Linked DNA regions of Rattus norvegicus: region 2 is linked to region 1. Evidence: chromatin contacts called from public Hi-C data. All regions are on one chromosome and are shown on one strand. The core of a region is the stretch at or near the end of the contact, and the rest is flanking DNA. Distances in the headings are between cores, read along the strand shown.

Region 1 (7,526 bases), core at 3,611-6,110:
CAGGAGTCCCAGCCCTTCCTGTCACCAAATCCTGTAGCTCCCCCCCCCCATCACATTCTTGTTACAACTGCCAGATCTTGATCTTAGCGGGGTAAAATAAATATCATCTGCTAACTGGCCCTGGGCTTTGAGTTGCCCTGAACTAGCATCTAAAGGGACCCAGGCAGCATTTGCCACTGGCGGTGAGCAGCGCTGACAAGAAGATGCTTACAGGAAAGGTTTAACTGAAGGACCTTACCTTGAAGGACCAGGCCTTCCCCCTTGATGGTGTAGACAAAGGAGGTGAGGGGAGCCACAGGGGACTTGGCGATGAGAATCTGCAGAGAGAGCATATTTCCAGAGTTAGACAAAAGTTCATGAGCTTCTATTCACTCCCCTTCTACTTTGACAGCACAAGACCATAATGCATCGAATTTATTATTAAAAATGTTTTAGAAAACCAGGCAGTGGTGCTGCCCACCTTTAATCCCAGCTCTGGGGAGGCAGAGACAGGCAGAGCTCTTTGAGTTCAAGGTCAGCCTGGTTTACAGAGTGCGTTCTGGGACAACAGGGCTATGTAGAGAGATTCTGTCTCAAAACAAACAAACAAAAAAATTGTTTTTGGAACCAAATGTTCAAATGAGTCTTAATCACCTCAAAGTGGTCACCTAGAAAGCCATTTATTTCAAAGATTATGTTATTAAATGCTATGTTCTTAAACAAATTCTTCCAGAAATAGGATTATCTTATGTGATGTGTTCAATGATAAACCTACCCTGATTATCTAATTTTACCCATAACTTAGCTATCAAAAAAAAAAAAATCGGGGTTGGGGATTTAGCTCAGTGGTAGAGCGCTTGCCTAGGAAGCGCAAGGCCCTGGGTTCAGTCCCCAGCTCCGGGGGGGGGGGGGGTGGGGGGGGAAGAACCAAAAAAAAAAAAATCAAAGCTACCCTTAAAATAATTACTATTTGAAAAATGCTCAAAATAAATCTCTGGGGGAAACAACAGTAAGCTTTTTCCCTGGCCTCACTCCTTACCGAGTGTATTTCTGCCTTTTATCACGTGAGTGATGGGATTTTCTCTAGCTGAAGGCATGGTGCACTTTTGTTGGCTTTTGACTATGGGTTTGTCTACGTGGTTTCTTTTGGCTTAGGCCAGTTCCCAGCCTAGGCCTCGAGTATTTCCATCTGTTCTCTTACACTCCTGTCACAGCCAGAGGAAAACAGATTCAAGCTAGTCAGGGGAGTCAGAGGTGCCTGGGACAGAACTAGCCACTCAGGTCCAGCTGCAGGAGACCCACATGGGTGAGAGGCCAATATTGCTGTGTGCCTCTGAGTGTTTGATGGTGTTGTTGTGAAGCATTCTTACACACAGGTGACACACGTGCCAGCAAAAACGAAATGTTTGAAGGGTTTGGAACAACGACATTCTCCTAAGACAAATGTCTCCTCTAAAGAAGGTGTGTTCAGTAAAAATGATTTATGTAGGATAATTTTTCAGAGTATATATGCATGCATATATACATATGTATATGTGTGTGTGAGAAGAGCGTATGTATCTAGAAGGATCTATATCAAGTGCTTATCAATGGGTATGTGAATAGATAATCTGAAACACAAAATAATAAGCCTGTATCTATTTGGAATAAAATAAAAATTCTAGACTTTGATGACCTGAGTTTGATCCTCAAGACCCAGATTGTAAGTGGAAAGGAAAGAAACTTTTATAAGTTACCTCTGCCCTCTACATGAATGTTCCAGCATGTACGTGCACACAGACACAGACACAGACACAGACACAGACACAGACACAGACACACACACACACACACACACACACACACACACACACGCAAATGTAAAAAAATAGTTTCATTAAAAAGCCTAGAAAATAATTGGTGGATTATTTTATTATAATATTTCTACTAAACTGATATGAAACATATCCTGTTTCATAAGTAAAAATGTCTGCAATAAGTGACAGTTTGTCGCAGAATCACCTTGGTAGTCAAAGGAATTAAAAGATCCCAAACCATAAAAAAGCTTACACACATATATCTCAATTTAGCATCTACAGATGAATTGAGAATCAATTACATAAAAAGATCACAAGTTTTTGTGACAGGGTTTGGATCTCAACCTTTAGTTAGGCACCTGGGCAGGTCCCACTGGCTTCTCTCATTTGGTTATTCCCCTTTTTCTTTCTAGTAAACAACTTGCAGTTGTCTACATTTCTTTGCCCTTTTTTTTTTTTTGCAACTAAATGTGGCCATGTGTGCAAGCTTTGATGCACTGAACACAAATAGAAATGACAGGTAAAGCTTCAACTCATGTTTTCATAAGAAGCTGAATGCCCAGGTCTCTTCCTGTCCTCCTTCCCAAGAGCAGGAACATGTTCCAACCACACAGACACTGCTGCTGCTGCTGCTGAAGCCATGCATGAGAAAGGTGGTCTGGGAGAGCATCAGTGCCTACCGCCAGGTCACCCGACCTCTTAGGACAGAACTACCTGTCTCAGCCTCTGTGTTTCAAGTGGAAAATAAGTAAGGGGGACTCAGCCCATCACGCATGCTTCCCAAACACCCTTTTTCCACCAAGAAACAATACACTTCGCTTTAGTCTTTAATTGAATCTTGATCATTTTTATAGCTGCTCTAAAGTTACTTGATGCACTAGCTCATCGAGCTAAGAGCCAACGTCAAAGGCATCTCGAGAATCTGAAAGTTGAGGCGGTTCATTTCCTGATGGGCATAGTTCGGGGATGGCTCATGTGAATTTTAAGGATGTTCTTTCAGTGGGTGTGTGTTCCAAACTGTAATATAATCACTTGCAGGCCCAGGAACATGTAGATTCCTATTTGGTAGATTTTGAGAGGAGCCTGAGAAGTCTAGATGTGCTTCTCACAGGCTTCCACTAATCATGCATGAGAGGCCTGACTCTGAAAAGTCTGGAATGGGAAGGCAGGAGATGAGAGGCCTGGGGCCAGTCAGGAGCTGCTGGGGTAAATCTGGGATGACACCAAAATGGACCTATATCCAAAGAAAAGAAAACAAATAAAACCCCAAATCTAGGATCATCTTTTATTTGTTTGTGTGGCTTGGTTTCTTGAGGCAGGATTTCTCAGTGTAGTCCTGGTTGTCCTAGAACTCGTTCTGGAGACCAGGCTGATCTCAAACTCAGAGATCTGCCTGCCTCTGCCTCCCGGGTGTTGGGGTTAAAGATGTTTGCTATCACACCCAGCAAATCTAGGATCTTTATTGTCTGTGTGTAGCAACAAGAAGCAAAGGCCAAAGAATATGATCAAATATCAATGCATAAGGTATCACATTCTGAGTGTTATATTATTATTTTTATAGACTACAGAAGTTGAGAATTAGATAAAATATAATATTCTAATACTTGATGGAGCAGTGCCTTTGAATCTAAGCTGTCTCCTGATGCCGGGTGCACCCCACAATAAGGTTCTGAGCCTCAGCTAAGGGACGTTGTATCCAGAAGGACTTCTTGAAAATAGTCACAGGGTTTGGAGAGGTCACGGATTAAGATGTGTGCAGTTAGTGAGAGGCAGTGAGATAACCATGTCAGGTGGAGCCCATTGCCTTTCAGACTGATAGGTGAGAGGGGTATCTCCAACATGAGGTATTTAATTGTAGCAAAAAATGTGATCAACCTTCTTGGTATCCTACTGGATAAAGTGAGGACGAGTAAGGCTGGATGCTGGTAGCATTAAGTGGGTTTGCGAGTGATCAAACGGTCCTTAGCAACCTATGAGGGGCAGCAACCTTGAGCAGGTGCCCCCGAATCTAACCTTGGCCTTGTCACATTCAGCATTTTTACGGAGGCAAGTGAAGATGTTGCTGTACCCATACCCTAAAACAAACATGGAGCCCAATAGGGAAGAAAGTGACCAAAAACCACTCTGTCTCAACACACCTTACATTCTAAAGGAGGCAAAAGGTAATGCTGAATGGCTGTGGTGTGCTAGGCAGTTGTGTGTCTATGAAGGGGAGCAGAAAAGAGCATAGAGGGGCTGGGGATTTAGCTCAGTGGTAGAGCGCTTACCTAGGAAGCGCAAGGCCCTGGGTTCGGTCCCCAGCTCCGAAAAAAAGTACCAAAAAAAAAAAAAAAAAGAAAAGAGCATAGAACAGATATTGTGGTTGATTAGGGAAGTGCTTGGTTTTAAATAGAGGGGTGGAGGTCACTGAAAAGGGCTGAGGATTATGTGACTAACACACCCAAGGGAAGTTGATTTGAGGAGGTAACAGAAGAGAAACATAGGGGCTGGAGAGATGGCTCAGTGGTTAAGATCACTGACTGCTCTTCCAGAGGTCCTGAGTCAAGTTCCCAGCAACCACATGGTGGCTTACAACCATCTATGATGGGATCTGATGCCCTCTTCTGGTGTGTCTGAAGACAGCTACAGTGTACTCATATATATACATATACAATGAGTAAATAAGGCTTTAAAACAGACGAAGAAGAAGAAGAAAAAGAAGAAGATGACAAAGGGGAGTTTGTACATTAACCAGGCAACTGTGATAATCAAATGAATCTCAATTTGGCTAAAACGTTGAGACAAATCTTATGTTTATTTTAGCGGAAGGTCAAAGGTTTATATATTAAGAGGTAACCAGAAAATCGCATATCTTGGAGAGTACAATTTCATTGAAATAAATGTAAGGCCGTCTCTTTGGGAACAGAGTATCCGTTATTGGTGACATGTTAGGAGAAATGAGATTTGGCATTCAGAAAATAGACTAGGAATGTTAGTCAAATGAATCAGCTCTGAGATGTGGCTCAAAAACCTAGTGCGGGCTCAGGTTGTAAGTTCAGCCTCTGCAGGGAGCGGGGGTTGTGTCAGCAAACCGCACTTAATGAATGCAGCATGTTTGGATAGGGGACAAAATCCAAACTCCAAACTGACAAACAGGAGGACACCTAAAGGAGAGCAAACAGAGGTGGTTGAAAGTCCAAAGCACTTCAGATCACAAACACTTCGATGCAGTCCCAAAGGCTGGACGTTGAGGGGAAGTCCACACTGCTTCTGAGTTTTCATAGGTGTGTCTCACAAAACTAGTTGGGGGATATAAAAGCCCCATAGCTGTCAATGAAAAGAGTGACAAATGCTGCATGTCTTTGTAAATACGCAAAGACTCTTCTCTCCTGAAACATGACCCAGTAGCCTATACCTTTGCACCCCTTTGCCATTCAAACTAAAAGCTAGCTCCTGCATATACGTGTGTGTATGTGTAGCATATAGGGGGAGTGTGGGGCCCGAGATAGACTTTGAATGTATTTCAGTATTGCTCTCAACCATATTTTTCGAGACAGGTTTTCCAATTAAACCTGGCGCTCACTATTATGGCTCTACTGGCTGGTCATCAGGCCTCCAGCATCCTCCTATCTCTGCACCCTGCCTCAGAACTAGAGTTACAGGCACATACTGCCATGCCTGGTTTTCTACATGGCTACTTGGGACCTGAACTCAGGTAGCCACGTTTCTATAGCAAGTACTTTACCCACTGAGCCACTCCCCAGGGTAAACCACCCTTGGAAGCAAACGGCCTCACAGCTGGTGACTTGGGCTCTTCTGCTTCAGATGTTCAGTGGCCTCTCATGGTTGGAGTGTTCTAGTGTGTACATGTGGGCGGTCATCCAGAGTCCCTGTATCTTTTCCAGCACATAGGCCTGCAAGGAGGCCTGGGGACTAGGAAAACCCTGAGTCCTTTGTGGGGAAAAAAAGAAGTGGGCTCTGCCTCTGAGGGTTCCAAAGTCTCCATTTGTAATACCGAATGGTAAGCCCCAATTGGACAGATGTAGATCAGTCCACTTCTCTTGGGGGTGAAAAAACCAGCCAAGGAAAAGACAAGATAGCAAATACACCCCACAGTAAGGTTATTGCATGATTCAAGGCGGGGGTAAAGGGTGGGGGGCTGGCTAGGGCATCTGTGCAGTGACCTCACGGTTTGTGGCTTCCACACTGGCACTGCCTTTCATCTCTGAATGCCCAAGCCTTTCAGCCTGGGTGCAAATGCTGTCTCTTCCAGAAACTAGTATTCTCTCCCCAGCCTAGGGCCATCTCTCCCTAACCCATCACGCTGTCTCTGCAGCTCTCTGAGAATGAAATCGGTTTTATTACTGTTCTTTAACACACACACACACACACACACACACACACACACACACACACACACAATATTATTTTATTTTATGTGTATGGGTATCTTGCCTGCTTGTATGTCTGTGTCGTGTGATGTGCTTGGCACTTGCACAGCCCAGAAGAGGGTGTTGGGTTCCTTGGTACTGGAGTTATAAGCTTCTGTGTGGGTGATGGGAACTAAACTTGGTTCCTCTGGAAGAACAGCTATTGCCATCTCTCCAGTCCTCATTGCTGTACGATAGCATGAATATAGGCAAGGAATCTACTGTATTTGGTGGCAGCCATCATCGCCAACAGCTGCTTTTGGCTCCCACGCCTTTTAGAATGCTCTTGATAGAAAACAAGTTCCTCTCTGGAGCAAAAGGTGGAATGAATAAATGTATAAAGTGGCGACCCACCAGAGCTCCACTGATTTGTATCTATTTTTAAAATTTATCTGTAGTTTCTCTCCCAGTTAGGGGACTTAGAAAATGCCATAGAAAAGAGCAGGCTACCTCCCAAGCTCTGACAAGAGACTTAGCTTGGTCAGGACCCAAAGTCAAGCCATTGGTTCCAGCTTGCTATAGCATCATGTGTTTTTCCTGCCCTGATCCTACTTCTATAAGGCTTAAAAGTGGAAAAGGAGTCATAGAACAGAAAGTGCTGGGCACAGGAGTCCTTCTCCAGGATGAGGACGCCTTCCAGGAATAGTGCCTGTGCCCTGCTGTTATGATACAGGTATTCTATCATTCTATTGTCTGGAGCAGCCCAGCCTGGTCCTCTTCCATGGTTGGCCAGGGCAGACAATGGGGAGGGGGATCTTGGGGTGTTGAGTAAAGGCTATTCTGGAGGGTGCTTTTGGAAAGATTTGGTCCTGGCAGGCTCTGTTAGTTCCTGCAATACAGCCCAGGCTCAGGAAACAGTGAGTTTTGTCTTTGTGGCCTAGGAAAGCAAGTTTGAATAGGCAGCCATGTGGGGAGGCAGCCTGGCACCAGCTCTCCCACTTTCTCTTCCACAAGCCCATGCCCGGAAGGCTCCTTTTAACCCTGGTGATGAGCACCTTCCTCATTTCTCTTCTTCCTCTTCCCGCCCACATCCTAGAGCTCACAGTGGTTGAGGGTGAGGGCCGGGTAAAGGGCTTGGCAGAGTCAAAGTGTGCAGAAAACCTTTTCTTCCCTGAGGAGCAGGTGCTTGGCTTTCTGCTCTCAGCTGAGGAAACAGTGGCCAAGAAACAGCTGAGAGACAGCTCAGAAGTGACACCTTGCACACCCACCCACGTTTTCCTGTCCTCGCTTTTCAATTCTTTCTCAGTCTTTCCGTTGATCAGCAAGATTCTGTGGTTGTTGATGACTAGAGCCGGGATGTGCTTGCAGGACACGTCTGAGCCTTTCATCTGTATGCACGATC
Region 2 (7,526 bases), core at 2,464-4,963, 330 kb before region 1:
GTGACAACTGTCCTTAGCCTGGTGGTTACACAGTTCTTGGTCTCACTGCAGCAGACTGCAGGAATTCCAGCAGGACCCCAGGGGACAAGGAGCCAGAGGCAGATCGAAACCTGCTTTGCTAGACGGGCATCGCGATTCCTGTGCTGCAAAGCTGGCCCTCCAACCTTGTCTCTGAATCTGCCCACGTCAGTCTCTATCTCCTCTTCACCCAGGGTATTGTGTGGAGGACTGAAGTGCTTGTGACCACTGCATGTGACATGTGACAACCGTTGTCCCTGTCACGGTGTGCTCTTTTGGCCCCTCATCTCTTGTTCTTGTGCCTGGAGTCTGCCATGCAGTCAAGCAAACACTCCCGCTGAGCTGTATTCCCAGCCTGGCATGGGCTAGCTGCTCAGTTAATGCCTATGGAAGGCACAGATGCTCCTTATGTGCGTCGTGAGTGCCAGCACCTGCCCGCTAAGTACTGCCAATCAGTGAGGGAGGCCAGACTTGAGGCTACAGAATGTCATAATAGAGTTTGGATCTGGACCTGTTAGCCCCAGCTCAGAGCCCTCTACCTACCCAGACACACCCCAGCCGAGCCTGGACCCTGGCCTTGCAACTTGCGGGAGCTGGAACAATGATTAGCTTTGTGGCCTCCGGACCCTTTCAGCCCCCCAACTCCTTCCACTCTCAGGCCCTCAGCAGCCCCGCCCCCACCCCTGGAAACTTTTTCTCAGACCCAGCCGCCTTAGCCAGCTCCCTTTCCTGAGAACCTCTGTCATAAACAAGGCAAGGCCCTGATCTGGCCTGCCTCTCCGCCCCCACCCTTCCTCACCTTGGTTATAAATATGGGGGTTACGCCTTATACTCACACTCAGAACCTTTCATCTGGGGTGCTCTTGGCTGCTGGGAGGCTAATTAAGCTTCTCCCTGGGTAGGGTGAGTAAGAGCTGCCATCCCAGCCTGGGAGCTGCCTAGCACACATGGGGCTAGCTTTCCTGGGGAGAAGGAAATGGGGCAAGCCGTCATCGGCCGCCTACCTCTCCGCACTCTTTGTCACGGGGCTTCCACACACAGATCCCCATTCTCTGGCCATAATGAAGGCCGTTTATTGAGCGCTTACTATGTGCCTAGGGCTTGCTAAACTTCCACCTATTAAATGTTAAGCACATGTGCCGAGCACCAGGGCTATTGTGAAATGGCACTTGTGGCTCCCATGACGGGGTTTGACTCCTGGCTGGCCAGAGGCCAGTCCTTCCACACATGACCTCATGAGAAGCCCTTGTGCCTGGCATGGAGTCAGCACCCGAGAGCTGATCATTACTAATCTTTGGAATCTTCCGACAAGGCAGAATGCTGTGCCTTCCCACTTCTCAGATGAGGCGACTGAGGCTCAGAGAGATTAAGCTACCCGCTGGAGAGAACACAAAGCTGGTTTTGAACTGGAAAGTGACTTGTGTTTTGTTTGTTTTTATGAGTTCTTCTCCCCAGCTCAATGGGCCTGGAGTCCACTGACCCTCAAAGACTTTGCATAACACTGGAGTGATTTGGGGGCCCTGGATAGGAGTTCTCCTGTCTTCCTTCTCCCTGACAGGGTGCTGGTAGGCTGAGCTTGACCATCTAATACCTCATCCTAATCCACCATTCTTCTGAGGAGGAAAGGGGCTGGGCAAGCTGACAGGACTAACAGGAAATGTTCTCCATGGAAGTCTGACCAGCAGGGAGGCAGTGACTGCTGTTTATCTCTCCACATGTTCAGTGTGGCATGGGTACCCTACAACAAACATCCTTACAACAGCATTTGTGGTTGCGGTGTGCCAACCTGGCCAACCCTGGGGTCATTAGGGAGGGGAATAAGTAAGAGGGGTGGGAACCGAGACTCAGGAGGAGATTTGGCGTCCCCCTATCTGTTCCCCAAAGTGCTTGGAGCAGCAGGGCAGAGCCAGCATGAGCTTGTCCTTTGAGGCCCTCCCCACACGTCGGGATTGTGACACCAGTACCAAGTATACAGCAGGTGCTTAACAATGTTCCCTGGAGAAATGGGCCCCAGACAAAATGTGGACTACACGGATGGGACGATGACACCCTATCTTCTTACCACTGCCCAACACATCCGCTTATGTCAAATGTGATTCTCCCTCAGGCCTCAAGGAAGGGCCTAGACAAACCTGACTCAGTTAGTGAAAAGTCCACAAGTACTTGGCTGGGAGTCCTAAAGGGAAGTTAGGTATCATTCTTGGTGTGAGATCTCAGTTCCCAGGGTCTCTTCTGAAGAGGGAGGTCCTGGGTACCAGATGGGATCTTGCCCATTGGTCTCTCTTCTTGTTTCCGCAGTTTTGCCCTTCAACCTTTGAATGGGTGGCAGTGCTCTGTCCCATCTGCTTGCTTGCCACAAGCACTGTCTTGGGTTCTCCCCAGGACCTTCCTGCTCCCTTCTTCTAGACCCGATTTAGACTTTCCACCAGAAGGCAACTTCCATACCTCCCAGATGCTCCTAGATTTGCAGGGAAGCCATGTCCCAACAATCCTATCATAAACCGAAAATGCCAGGTAGTGTGGAAAGTGTGCCTGCTTCCTTAACTTATCAAACATCACCCCTGTGCAGTGCAGTACACTACAGACCACAGTCTGTTTTCCACTCACGACTGTGGGAACTTTCTGCAAAAGAATATTGTGTTTACTGCTAGTCCAGGGGGAAAACCCAGAGTTAAAAATTCAACCGTGGCTCCTACTGAATGTATATTATTTAGGTTCCAACTTACAGTGAAATTATGATAAATTGGGGACTGTAGTTCCCTATTTATGTCTTCTCTCAGTGCCTTAATGTGTTCCTTCAGAAAAATTTGAAAACTTTTTCAAATTGGGGCTAGGAAAGGTGATTCACAGGCCCAATGACCTGAGTTTGGTCCCCAAAATCTATACGTTGGAAGGAGGGAAACCAGTCTTGAAAACTGTCCTTATTTAATGTAAGCACACCTGTGAACACACACACACACACACACACACACACACACACACACACACGTATGTATAAATGTATCAAAACTTTTTCAGGGGGCTAGAGAGATGACTCAGCAGTTAAGGTCACTGGCTACTCTTAGAAGATCCAGGTTCAATTCCCAGCACTCACATGACAGCTTACAAACGTCTGTAATTCTAGTTCAGGGGATCTGAAGTCCTCTTCTGGCCTTAGAGTGTGTTGCCCGCACATGGTACACAGAAGTACATAGGCAGACATCTATGCGCTTAAAATTGAAAACTTTCTCAAGTGCCGCCATAGATTTGTGAGATTACTCTGCTCAGTGTCATATAGGGGAGAGCTTTGTCAGGGTCCTCTGTGCTGTCTGCACGGTATTTTGTATACTGGAGTGGATGGTCGAGCCCTCATCTAAGTAAGAGAACCAAGCTGGTGGGTTCAGGACCAGCAGGCAACAGCAGTATCCACCCTGGAACTCCGTAAAATGCAAACTCTGAATCAGGGCCGGGCTAACAGAAGTGTTGGATGCCTAGGGAAGTGTGGTGCACTCTCGTGGTTCGAGAACTCTCTAGAAAGCTGAGTCTCAGTGTCAGGTGATCAGGGCAGTTTTGGTGGTCCCGCATGTGCTGTTTGGCACACTGGCCAGTGGAGGGCAGTGTTGCCACGCCCATCGCGCCTCCTGGGCTGGCGGTGCGGCGGGAAAGGCCCCGGGAGGCCGGCTGGGGAAGACCGGCTGGCCGACCGCAGCCGGCTCGCCATCCGCGGACCCGGCCGCAGACGCTCCGAGATGCGGAAGGGCCAGCAGCGGCCCTGAAGCTCCGGGCAAGCCACACTGCCACTCTGCCGCTCTGCTGCGTCCGGGTCTGGAAGGTTCGCGAGGCGCCGGGGCTCAGGGGAGGAGGCTTGCTCGGGCCGGCCGGGGCAGTGTGCCAGAGAGGGCGGCGGAACCTTGACCGCGGCCCCGGAGGCAAAGGGCAGCCTCCGCGTGATGCCTCGGCGAGCAAAACAAGCCGGCCATCTTGGCGCCCTTAACCCGCTCCTGGCCGCTCTAGGCGCGGCCAAGGGTCCGGCCACCGAGCCCCGCAGTAGACCTAGGTTTGGAAACCGAAATGCCATGGGCATGGGAAGGAATTTCTAAGAACGGGAAGAAAACCGGAGGTCTTGGCACGTTCCCTGGGACGTTTGGGAATGCTATCAGTTAGCCATTAGCAGGCAGGGCCAGCGCTTCGGTCAGTGATTGGATTTGTCCCAGTCGCCTCCTAGTTCTTTTTGCCCTATATTCAAAGAGCTTAAAGTCATGGGTGGTTGAAGTAGGTCAGAGTGATCACCAGGCGGTTGCCTGGCAGCCCAGTGTCAGGGTCCGAGACAAGGTGATATTCCAGTGGATGCCCTCGGGTCGTACCAACCCAGGGTCAAGGACTAACTGCTCCAGTGTTATAGGTGATCAGCTCATTTCCAGTTTCTCAATCATTCTGATGTCATCCAAGGAACAGAAGACCCCACCGTTCCTCCTCTCTGCCTAGCTTACATGTTGTTCTATCATTTGTAGATTTTAGAATATTCTCTCTTCTGTCAGCCCCCATTAGGAAGCCTTCTTTAATTTCCTCCTCTGTTTCCGGTGAAGTTGCCTCTTCCTGGCTAGCCCACCTACATGCCATCATCAGCGGGATTCGGCTACTCTCAGTCTTTGTGGCTGCGCCCTCCCCTTCTGAATCTCGAGGACCCATGAGTGTCAGGCCCATCAAGAAGTTGGTCTTCTTACTGGGTAGGTAGGTCACTCCTTGCAAGAGGATTACCATGATTGAATAGGTTTTAATCTGGATTTGGGCTAGGAGTTAGGCAAGGTTCACAGGTGTTTTGAACTTTAGCACAGGGGTATGTATAGTGGTGGTGTTTTCTTAAGCCCTGCAATGGAACCCTTTTGTGTGTTTACTGAAAGTTATTCTGAGTAGGACTGTCAGGGTGCGGTAGGAACCAAAACCGTAGGTGTGAACCAGACTGAGAAGATGACCCCTCAGAGCCTCTCTGTGCGGTTCTGTATGGCCCGGGCTGTGAGCAATGGGAGGACAACCAGGCAGGCAGGCTCAGGACCAACTGAAGACTGACCACGCTGATGGTTCTCAACCTGTGGGTCGAGACCCCTCTGGGAATCAAAGGACCATTGGAAAACACCGATATTTGCACTGTGATTCACAACAGTGGGAAAATTACGATTATGAAGTAGCAACGAAGATCATTTTATGTGTGTGTGTGGGGGGGGGTCACCACAGCATGAGGAACTGTATTAAAGAGTCTCAGCGTCAGAAAGGTTGAGGACCACTGGTCTAAATGCTCGGCAGGACTTGAGGTGTGGGCTGAGGTCGCAGGAGCAGGCAGGAAAGGAGTGCTCGTTGCAGCTCGGAGAAGGCTGATGCCAACGGAGGGACCCTTTCTTTTTCCCTTTTAAAAGATGAAACCCAAAGTTCTCCCGTGGTGGAGGACTCCTGAAAACCCCTTTCATGCCTCGGCCACAGATGATCTGCTGAATGCTCATTGGGGGGGGGGGACAAAGAGGTGGTTTTGTTTATTTATTTAAGGGGGAAAATAAATGAGCTGTGACAAAACAATTGGAAACCAGGCCCTCTGAGACCTGGGCTTTCACTTCCTTGATGGGAAGTGAAACAGAGAATGAATCCCCCTCCAAATAAAAGTGAAGTTAATAATCAGACAGCTCAAGCCCTGGCCACATCCTGTGTTAGCTCCCTCCCTCCCTCCCTCCCTAGGCTCACTGTTTATAACTGCTGAACCCTCCTTCCCAGCCTAGAGCAGGCTTAACTCTTTCCTCCCTGCCTAGGAGAAGCCTAAGTCTGCTCTGACTAAAGAGGCCAGCCTCACAACCTTCAGAGTTGACATGGCCTCAGGGTGACTGTCTTCATGTATGTTCATGTGAGAATGTGCTCAGTTAGCCTAGCTTAGGTTGTCCCAGCAGAAAACCCACAATGCCCCCTTTCCTTTTGACCCCTCCATGGAAAAAGCAGGTTAAGTCCACTGTCATTGCAGATTCATGCAGCCTTTGTGGCCTGGTGGCTTCTGGGAGCTGCAATCTGAGGGATATAGGCATAAGTCTTTGGGGTTCTGGGTCTGAGTTGGAAGCAGTGTTCTGTGCATGTCTTTCTTCTGCCAAGGTGTACTGTATGTTCCTTTCTCGCCGAACCCCCTCCATGCAGTCAGTAGTAGTGTGTCCCCATTGGGTTGGGGACTCTTGCTAAGCCTGTTGGCTTCTACTGTTCCAAGCAACAGCTTTATATAGAGCAAAGGTTAGGCTCATTTTACAGGAAAAGCGTGTTAAGTGCCTTGCCCAGGGTTTGAAGTCAAACTTTTTGGCTCCCAAGTCTGGTGCCTCAGCCCTTGCTCCCAAGGTCTCTCAGAGATTGCTATCTTCCTTGGAGGCAGAAGGTTAGACACTTTGGGATAATTTCACTAATGCATTGTATAGGTCTTAAGACCCAAGGGCTTTCTGAGATTGTTCTTGCTTCGTCGTGAGCTCTGCCCGCTTCCTGCCCACCCCAGGAAGGAGACAGAGCAGCTGGAGCTGTTGTAGCCCTTCCATCTGCCTCCTCTTGGTTCTTCAGACAGTGGTTCTAAGGAAAGACTGGGATCTAAAGCAGGCTTTGAGTTCTTCATGCCTGCATTTGGTTGGCTCAGGCCTTGGGAGTAGGGACTCAGACATGGCTGCTATGTCTGTAGTACCTTTTCTTTTGTCCTTTCACCTGTTCACTTGCAGGTCCCTCACCTGAGGCCCCAAACCATGGCTACTGACCATGGAAGCATAGCTCTGGTCAGGTCCTTTGGGAGACCCCTCCAGTCCTTGAAGATGTGTTGTACTGCCCCCTGCTGTGTGGAGGGCTTCATGGCTTGTTTGCCAACCAGGGTGAACAGCCCTTTCAGTACTTGCCAAAACCAACCCAGTCTTTAGGAATGGGTTCATCTCCAGTGGCCTACATCATGAGAGAGAGAGAGAGAGAGAGAGAGAGAGAGAGAGAGAGAGAGAGAGAGAGAAAGAGAAAGAAAACGAAAACTCATCCTCCAAAGTGACATGTTCTGGGCCAGAGGGTATATTCTAGGCATCCGGGGAGGGTAGTAACCATGGCTTCCTCAATGCCTGGCAGGATGCCAGGCCCTAAGATGTTCAGAATAGTTAGCATGACTTTCTATTTAGTCAAGAAAAGTCTTGGATAGTGGAGCCTCATGGCCAATCAATACCTGTAATCCTAACACCGAGGAAAGAAGGAAGGAAGGAAGGAAGGAAGGAAGGAAGGAAGGAAGGAAGGAAGGAAGGAAAGATCACTGTAAGTCTGTGGCCACTCTGAGCTACAAAAGTGAGATACAGTCCCTGTCTGGAAAACAAAAACAAGTGCTTGCTTTGGCAGCAAACATACTGAAAATAAAAACCAAGGTGGTAGCATCTAGAACTTATAGTGCCAAGGGCAGGGGTTCCTCTGCTAAGAGTTTCAGAGGCTAAGGCTGCCGCCTGCAGAAGACAATCCTCCAGCCATGGCATTTGGTGATGCTCACTAGTGACAGGTAC

Evidence for each region. A called contact is a pair of places that touch in the nucleus more often than the background predicts.
Region 2: a contact with region 1 is called in a Hi-C map of liver, with 2.7 times the contacts expected there. The contact joins two enhancer-like sites. A contact is called at or near these places in 3 of 12 Hi-C or Micro-C datasets (liver and mammary epithelial cells).

What each region holds. Positions count from the first base shown.
Region 1 is chr6:104,356,060-104,363,585 of GRCr8, reverse strand. Rad51b (RAD51 paralog B) reads right to left here. Exons shown (of 11, transcript NM_001399175.1): 10 at 239-317. The region is part of intron 1 of LOC134479406 (a long non-coding RNA gene); the gene reads left to right. Among named protein-coding and RNA genes, the nearest start is that of Atp5pdl1, 70 kb to the left of the region's middle. Within about 2 kb of position 4,860, at least 3 of the 93 cell types and tissues checked have an H3K27ac peak or open chromatin away from gene starts, as enhancers often do. A contact at or near this core is called in liver, where this site is marked.
Region 2 is chr6:104,684,003-104,691,528 of GRCr8, reverse strand. No RefSeq gene overlaps it. Among named protein-coding and RNA genes, the nearest start is that of Zfp36l1, 19 kb to the right of the region's middle. Within about 2 kb of position 3,713, at least 67 of the 93 cell types and tissues checked have an H3K27ac peak or open chromatin away from gene starts, as enhancers often do. A contact at or near this core is called in liver, where this site is marked.